Linked DNA regions of Arachis hypogaea: region 2 is linked to region 1. The links are chromatin contacts, called in public Hi-C maps. All regions are on one chromosome and are shown on one strand. Each heading gives the region's core, a stretch centred on a gene start, on an enhancer-like site or on the middle of the called end of the contact. The rest is flanking DNA. Distances are from core to core; before and after follow the strand shown.

Evidence for each region. Hi-C and Micro-C count contacts between places; a contact is called where the count stands out from the background.
Region 2: a contact with region 1 is called in a Hi-C map of leaf, with 1.9 times the contacts expected there. The contact joins the enhancer-like site here to the promoter of LOC112776836 in region 1.

Annotation. Positions count from the first base shown.
Region 1 is chr19:130,561,111-130,564,551 of arahy.Tifrunner.gnm2.J5K5, reverse strand. LOC112776836 (ethylene receptor 2) reads left to right here and starts at 1,806. Exons shown (of 3, transcript XM_025821098.3): 1 at 1,806-2,524; 2 at 3,057-3,441. The coding sequence starts at 3,186.
Region 2 is chr19:130,631,822-130,635,262 of arahy.Tifrunner.gnm2.J5K5, reverse strand. No RefSeq gene overlaps it. Among protein-coding and RNA genes, the nearest start is that of LOC112776579, 18 kb to the left of the region's middle. Within about 2 kb of position 1,667, at least 3 of the 3 cell types and tissues checked have open chromatin away from gene starts, as enhancers often do.

The sequences.
Region 1 (3,441 bases), core at 557-3,056:
CATTCTTAAACATAAAAAGAAACAAATAAGTAGGATGTCAGAAAACTCTAAAAGATAAAAAATAAAAAACATAATAGAAACGTGAAGTAAACCTAAAAAAACCAAACTGAAAATAAAGTAATAAAATAATAAAAAAAATGAATAAAGTGAATCAAACTCTAACATTCACGTGCACTTACATTTCATGATCTTTCATTGTGTCAATGTGACTAAAAATTTTGCAGAACTTTTATTTGATTATAGTGTTGAATTAAAGTTCCCTTTTCTGATTCTATTCTTTCTCAATTTATAGACCACTCTTATAACTCTATTTTCTTATTCCTTAAGCACCCTTCTGTCCTATGTTCCACTCCTTATCCTTACTCCTTAAATCATATCCTGCGTTCTGGTTATAACTTAATTTGCAAGCAAAGTAACTTACGTCTATAGCGATTATGAGCACTCCACTTTAGCACTTAAAACACGTGATAATTGTCTTGTCTTCGACTTCATTAGATTTACTTTTTTAAACTTCTAAGTTTTATCGACCTCTTATTCATAAGTTTTCAATTGTGTTGTGTCGAAACATGTACTTCTGCTCTAAGAACATGACTATATAGGTTTTTTTTTTTTTACTCATCTTGATACTTTCCTTATACTTTGCTTTTGAGTCGAGTCATTAACCAGTAAAGATGACATCTTCCCCGTTTATACACTCAACATAGCACATATGCTGATGATTCCTGGTTGCGGTCTTTTTTTATCTTGTTGATTCTCTGGTCGAGCAAAAATTCGTAAACCAACAAATACATATAATAACAATAACAAATTATTTGACACATGATAGATTGAATTGATCATACTACTTATTCTCAACAATACTTTATCCTAATTAAAATATACAATATAAGAATAAAAATAACAATTATAATAAGTGTACACCAAAATAAACTACTAATATAAAATATATATTAAAATATAAAGTACATATTAAAAATGAATTAAATAATATATATTTATATACAAATATATAATGATTGATTTAGTTAGTACACACATAATATTTTTTAAACAATAAAACTAGGCATGTTTTTTAAAGTAAGTTTCAACCAAGTCATTGGGCACTACTTCTTTTTCTTTCTGTTACTCTTCTTCCTGGTTCTTCTCCTCTTTCCTTTATCTTCGTCACTGCTATTACTATAGCCGTCATCCTTGCTATCATTGTTGTTGTTTAATTTCTTTTCCTCTTTTTTTCCCTCTTCATCTTCCTTTATTATTATTATTATTATTATCATCATCATCATCATCGTTTTTGTCGTCTTTATCATCTTTTTCTCTTATAAATATTTAGAAAATTAAAACACAAAAATTTTGATCAATAATACATAAATTTTAATGAATATCACAGAAATTTTAATATACAACATAAAAATTTTTAAAAGATCACATGTTCAAAATATTAGTGTGTAACATAAAAATTTTAGTGTGCAATACAAAAAATTTTAAAAGACCACGTATTTAAAATATTGACTCATTTAATTAACAAAATAAAATATATTCACAATAAAAATTTATGTATTATGAACAAAAAATTTACGTACTATATAAAAATATTTTATATTATGTGAAAAATTTTTATACAATATCGATAAAAATGGTGTTTTATACAAAAAATTTTATATTATATCAATAAATTTAAACTATATCAATAAATTTTATATTTTTATTAAAAAGTTTTGTGCTGCAAAATTTTTGTTTGTTCAACTTACGTCAAGTTGATTGAATATTTGAATTTATTATATAAAAGACGCTTGTACGTAGAACATGAGCGTTTTTATAAAATAGAGGAGAGAGAGGAACAGAAAACTGAAAAGGAAAGAGCAGTGAGAGAAAAATAAAACAAATGTATTTTGGTGTGAGGAGGACGTTTTGGTTCTTGAGAGCGTCTAAGTTCTCTTCATGTTAACGATGTGGGACCCTCTTTCTCTCTCTCAAATCCAGCTCACCTCCTTTTTCTTCCAAGAAACAACGGCGCTTCTCTTCTCCCTTTCCTTTCATGGTTTTCTTTTCTGGTTTCTCATTGTTGGAAAATGGAGAATACTCACTCTCTCTAACCCTTCATAAAGATTCTCTCTCTCTTTCTCTCCCAATAATCTATTTCTTCTTTCCTTTCGTTTCAACACAAAAGCCTTTTTCAACAAAAAGCCTCCAACTCGCTTTCCTCTTATAGCAACCCCTCCTCCTCCTCCTTCTTCATCTTGATCTTCTTGTCGTTGAACGATAAAGACGGGTTCTTTTTCATTTTGGTGTTGTTGGGTGTGTGCTCTTTCTACTTGTTTTTGTTCTCAATGGTGGTGCACTTAACGTTGTTCTAAAGCAATGGACTTTGGTGGTACCCATGGTGGTGGTGGTGATGGTGGTGGAGATGGAGTGATCCTTTGATGTTTCTATAACTGAAGTTTTGATTTTGGTGTTCCACAAAAGGGGTAAGATCTGATGTGAAGCTGGAATATTTGATTGCATTCAAGGAGATATGGTTCTTCAGGTACTCTATTTTTGCTCTGCATTACAGGGTTTTATTATGCTTCTTTATTTTTTTGGTTTTATTTTGTTATTTTTTATTTTTCGGGGAGAGCTCTTAGTTCTTACACGTTGTTGTTGGACTTTTGATTTTTTTAATAGTTTTTTTTTGGACTTTGCCTTCCCCCCAGGTTTTGTAATAGCCTAGATTTCCTTGATTCTTTTATTCTTTTTGTTTTTTATTTTTTATATCCCTTATATATTTTTTTTGTATATGTTTTTTTTTTAATTTTAAATTATTTGCATTTTTTGTTGATGGGGAATGCCATCTTTATCTGTTGACAACTGTGTTATTCACCGATTCATGCCATTCCAATCCATAAGGTGCTATATAAGATTGAAACAATGAACCAAGGTTGAACCTGAAATCACAAGAGTGAGAGAAGTGAAACAAAAAAGTCATAGAATTGTGTCTTTTTACTTTTTCCCTTCCCCTTTTTTAAGGATCTCATATTTTGTTTTTTCCATCTTTGGATCTTACTTAGCTTTGTTGGCAGGTCAAGGCAATTTGAGGAAATTGTTGGAAGATTTTTTCTTTGATTTCTAGCTATGGCCAATTAATTTACATATGTGACATATGCTTAGATGGATTGAAGATCAAGAACTACATATATATATTGGTATCAATGTTAAAAGCAGTGGCATCTTGGTTCTTGTTGATTTGCTCACTCCTCTTATGGGTAACTGTATCTGCAACAACAACAGATAATGGATTTCCAAGATGCAACTGTGATGATGAATCTAGCTTGTGGACTATTGAGAGCATTCTAGAATGCCAGAGAGTTGGGGATTTCTTGATTGCTGTGGCATACTTCTCAATCCCCATTGAGCTTCTTTACTTCATAAGTTGCACAAATGTTCCTTTCAAATGGGTGCTTATAC
Region 2 (3,441 bases), core at 418-2,917, 71 kb before region 1:
CCGAGTTTCATATTGTAGACTATTGAGTCTTGAAGCACAACAAACCTAGAAATCACGATTTTCTTTTGTACTCTAGATCCCATTGTGATCAGCAAAATCACCGAGCCATGAAGTTTAATGAAATTGTCTCCGAGGCTTGTTACCTCGGTTAACTGGCTTTGCAAGTTTGCATTTCGTAGGCCTAACCTATCAAATTCTTCTCAGAAAATGATATTGGAGTCCGCTCTCACGTCATTCAGGATGTGTTTAACTATCCTGTTCTAACTTTTGCTGAGATGATGAATGGCGCGTCTTCGTCTGATGTGTCGTTCTGATAGTCTTCGGGATTGAAGTTGATCACTAGCATTCTGGTTGGGGGTTTCCTTTTTCTTAGGGCGACGTACAAAATCTGAAGGTCTTCTTTTAGTACTGATTTGGATTTCTCTTGGGCATTTTTACCCGTGATGACATTTACTACTATTGTTAGGTCTCCTATGGGGCCTTCCTGGGATATGGTCTTGATTCCTCGCGGGTTTCATCCTTCTTGTTATGGTGATCTTTCTCTTTTTGTGCTTTTGGAAAGCTTGCCATCTCTGATGGCCTATTCTAATGTGTTCTTGAGGTCGAAGCAATCTTGACTTTTGTGCCTATAACCTTTGTAGTAATCGCAATATAGGCTTTTATTGCATCTCGTGCACGCTTTTAGTTGTCTGGGCTATGGAAGGACTCCCCTTTCTGTAATTTGTTGATATACTTCTGCGATAGGAGCCAATAATGGGGTATAGTTTATGAACTTTTGACTTCGGGTGGTCGGCCTGGGGCAAAAGGTTTTATGTGCTCTTTGTGCACTTCTTTGTGTAGCTAGCTTGGGTTGTTCTGAGGTGTCGTATTGTTGTGTTACCATTTATTAGCATTCACGACTTGGCTAACCTTTTCATCATTGATGTATTTTCGAGCTATGCTCTGAATTTCTTGTATTGTCCAGACTGGTTTTGTCGTCAAATGCTTCTTTTCATCAGCCTATTGGTCAAACAGAGACTTGCGATCGAATCTGTCAATTTGTCAATTTCTAGGCATTCATTGTTGAATCTGTCTAAATATTTACTTATTGACTCATCGAGCCGTTGGGTGATTCCTAGCAAGTTGATTGGATGCTTAGCTTTGGCAATCCGTGTGGTGAATTGTGCTAAAAACATTTTTGATATGTTGTTAAAGCATGTGATCGAGACTTTTGGTAACACGTTAAACCATTTGATGCCTGCTCTGGATGGGGTTTTCGGGAAAGCGCAACACCAGACAACGTCCGTGCTCCTTCGAGATTCATCCTCTTGCCTCGAATGTGGTTATGTGTTCCTGAGGATCCTTGGTGCCATTGTATTTCATTTCAATCGGTTTGTTAAAGATTTTCAGTAGTCTGACTTTCAGGATTTTTTCGGTGAAGGGGCTGCTCCCATCACTGCATGCTCATTCCTCTTTTGTTTGGGGTCCCTTTGAGATTTTTTATTATTACCGTTTCAGGTTTAGAATTTAGGGGTTTATGGTTTCTCAGGAATAGTTGTAATCTCTTCGTCTTTCGTGGCGTTTATTTAGAGATCTTGCTCTCGAGTCTTTTTGAGATGCTGTCTGTGAGACCGTCTCGCTTGTGTGTTATGGCTGATAGTGCTCATTAGTGGCAATTCTTCCTTCCAAAGTTTGGACTCGATGTCAAAAATCTTGGATTATGTGGTTCTTGTTCTTGCCTAGACCGACAAATGACCTGCTGCCATTTGACCATCGATCATCTTTATGCGATTGTTGCCTCGGTTGGCTCGAGGTTACTTTTTGTGTGGACCATACTAGCTACCTTTCTATGGCCCCATGGGCCCTGTTCTTTTCGGTTCTTGGTTGGGGTGTGTTGATTTAGGTTTTGGTGGTGGTTTGATTTTGGGTGGGTCAGGAGAGGCTTTTCGGAGTCGCCGACCATGTAGCCTATAATCAAGAGGTTCTCCACAAACGATGTCAATGTTCAGCTGGGTCCAAAGGATTACCTAATCTGTTGATGGATGGTTGACGGGAACTTATTGAGCCAGGCGAGCAGGTTAAACAAATTTTGGAAACAACGTAGAGATAATATGTACAATAACACTGTAATGCTCAAGTCAGAGAGAGCTAAAGAAGTAAGAGATCAGTATTCTAGAGTAGAGTTGTTCGTACCTAAGGAGCGGTGGGATTCCAATTTTATAGAATGTGTAAACTTATCTTTCTAAAGAGATGTTAGGAAGTCACCAAAAAAAAATAAAGAGATGTTAGGGTTTTACTTTTCAAATTTCAAAAAATGATTATGGATATAGTGTCCGGAGTCTGAGGAGACGACCTTTTGGGAGTGATTAATCCCATTTGGGCCGCACCGGATTGGACTTGCGGGTCACATTCGGAACATCAACCACACATTATAGTCGGTTTCGTCCTGTAAAAGGATTCTTAACCATTCCTCCGAGGTGATTCTCATTGCTAGATGCCACTTAATGACACATTCAGTCTTGGTTCAATTTACATTATTTGACCAATGCACTATTTCCTTCATTAACAAAATTTTTCCAAATGACTGAAAGAGGCTCAATATAGCTGCTTTTTTTTTCTTTGAGAGAGCGGGGGAATAAGGTTGCTACTATTAATAGATTGCGAGGTTTTCTAGAATCTAGATTATAAACATCTTGTTGTTTTGATTCTTAAAATATTTGTTATATTAATTTAGTTTCTTATAACTAAAAGATATATATTAACATTTAAAAAAAACATTCTGATAATAGATTTAGTTTTAAAAAATAAACAAAATAAACACGTATATATAGTGAATTCATAAAAGTTAATAAATGTCACATATTCAGTAAATAATCATTTAAAATTCAAAATAATAATTTCGCTTATTATGTATTAAGAAATGTATTTTTATTTCTATTTTGATAATATTATTTTCTATATTAATTTATGTAAATATATAATTAAAATAAATTATGATGGAATAATATTATTAAAAATGGGAACAGTATTATTATCTTTTTAGGGTTAATATTTAAATTCATCAGTTAAAATTTTTATTTTTTAAATTAATCTTTGAAAAATTTTATTAATCATATTAATTTTTAAAAAATATAATTATAAGTTAAATTAGTCTTTTTATCTATTAGATAATAATGTATCACGTAAGTGTTATTCTATTTAATATGATATATCATTATTTAATAAATAGAAGAATTGATTTAATTTATAATTATAGTTTTTAAGAATTAATATGATTAATAAAATTTTTTAAAAACTAATATAAATAATAAATTATCTATCCTTATTATTTTCCTATGACGTTCAGGCACTAACCTAATATAATAATAACTCATTTATTTTACTCTGCTTTACATGGTGGCTTTTTAATTAAAGGCTATAAGTAGCTACCCTAATATACATTGCATTATCGGTTAATAGTTA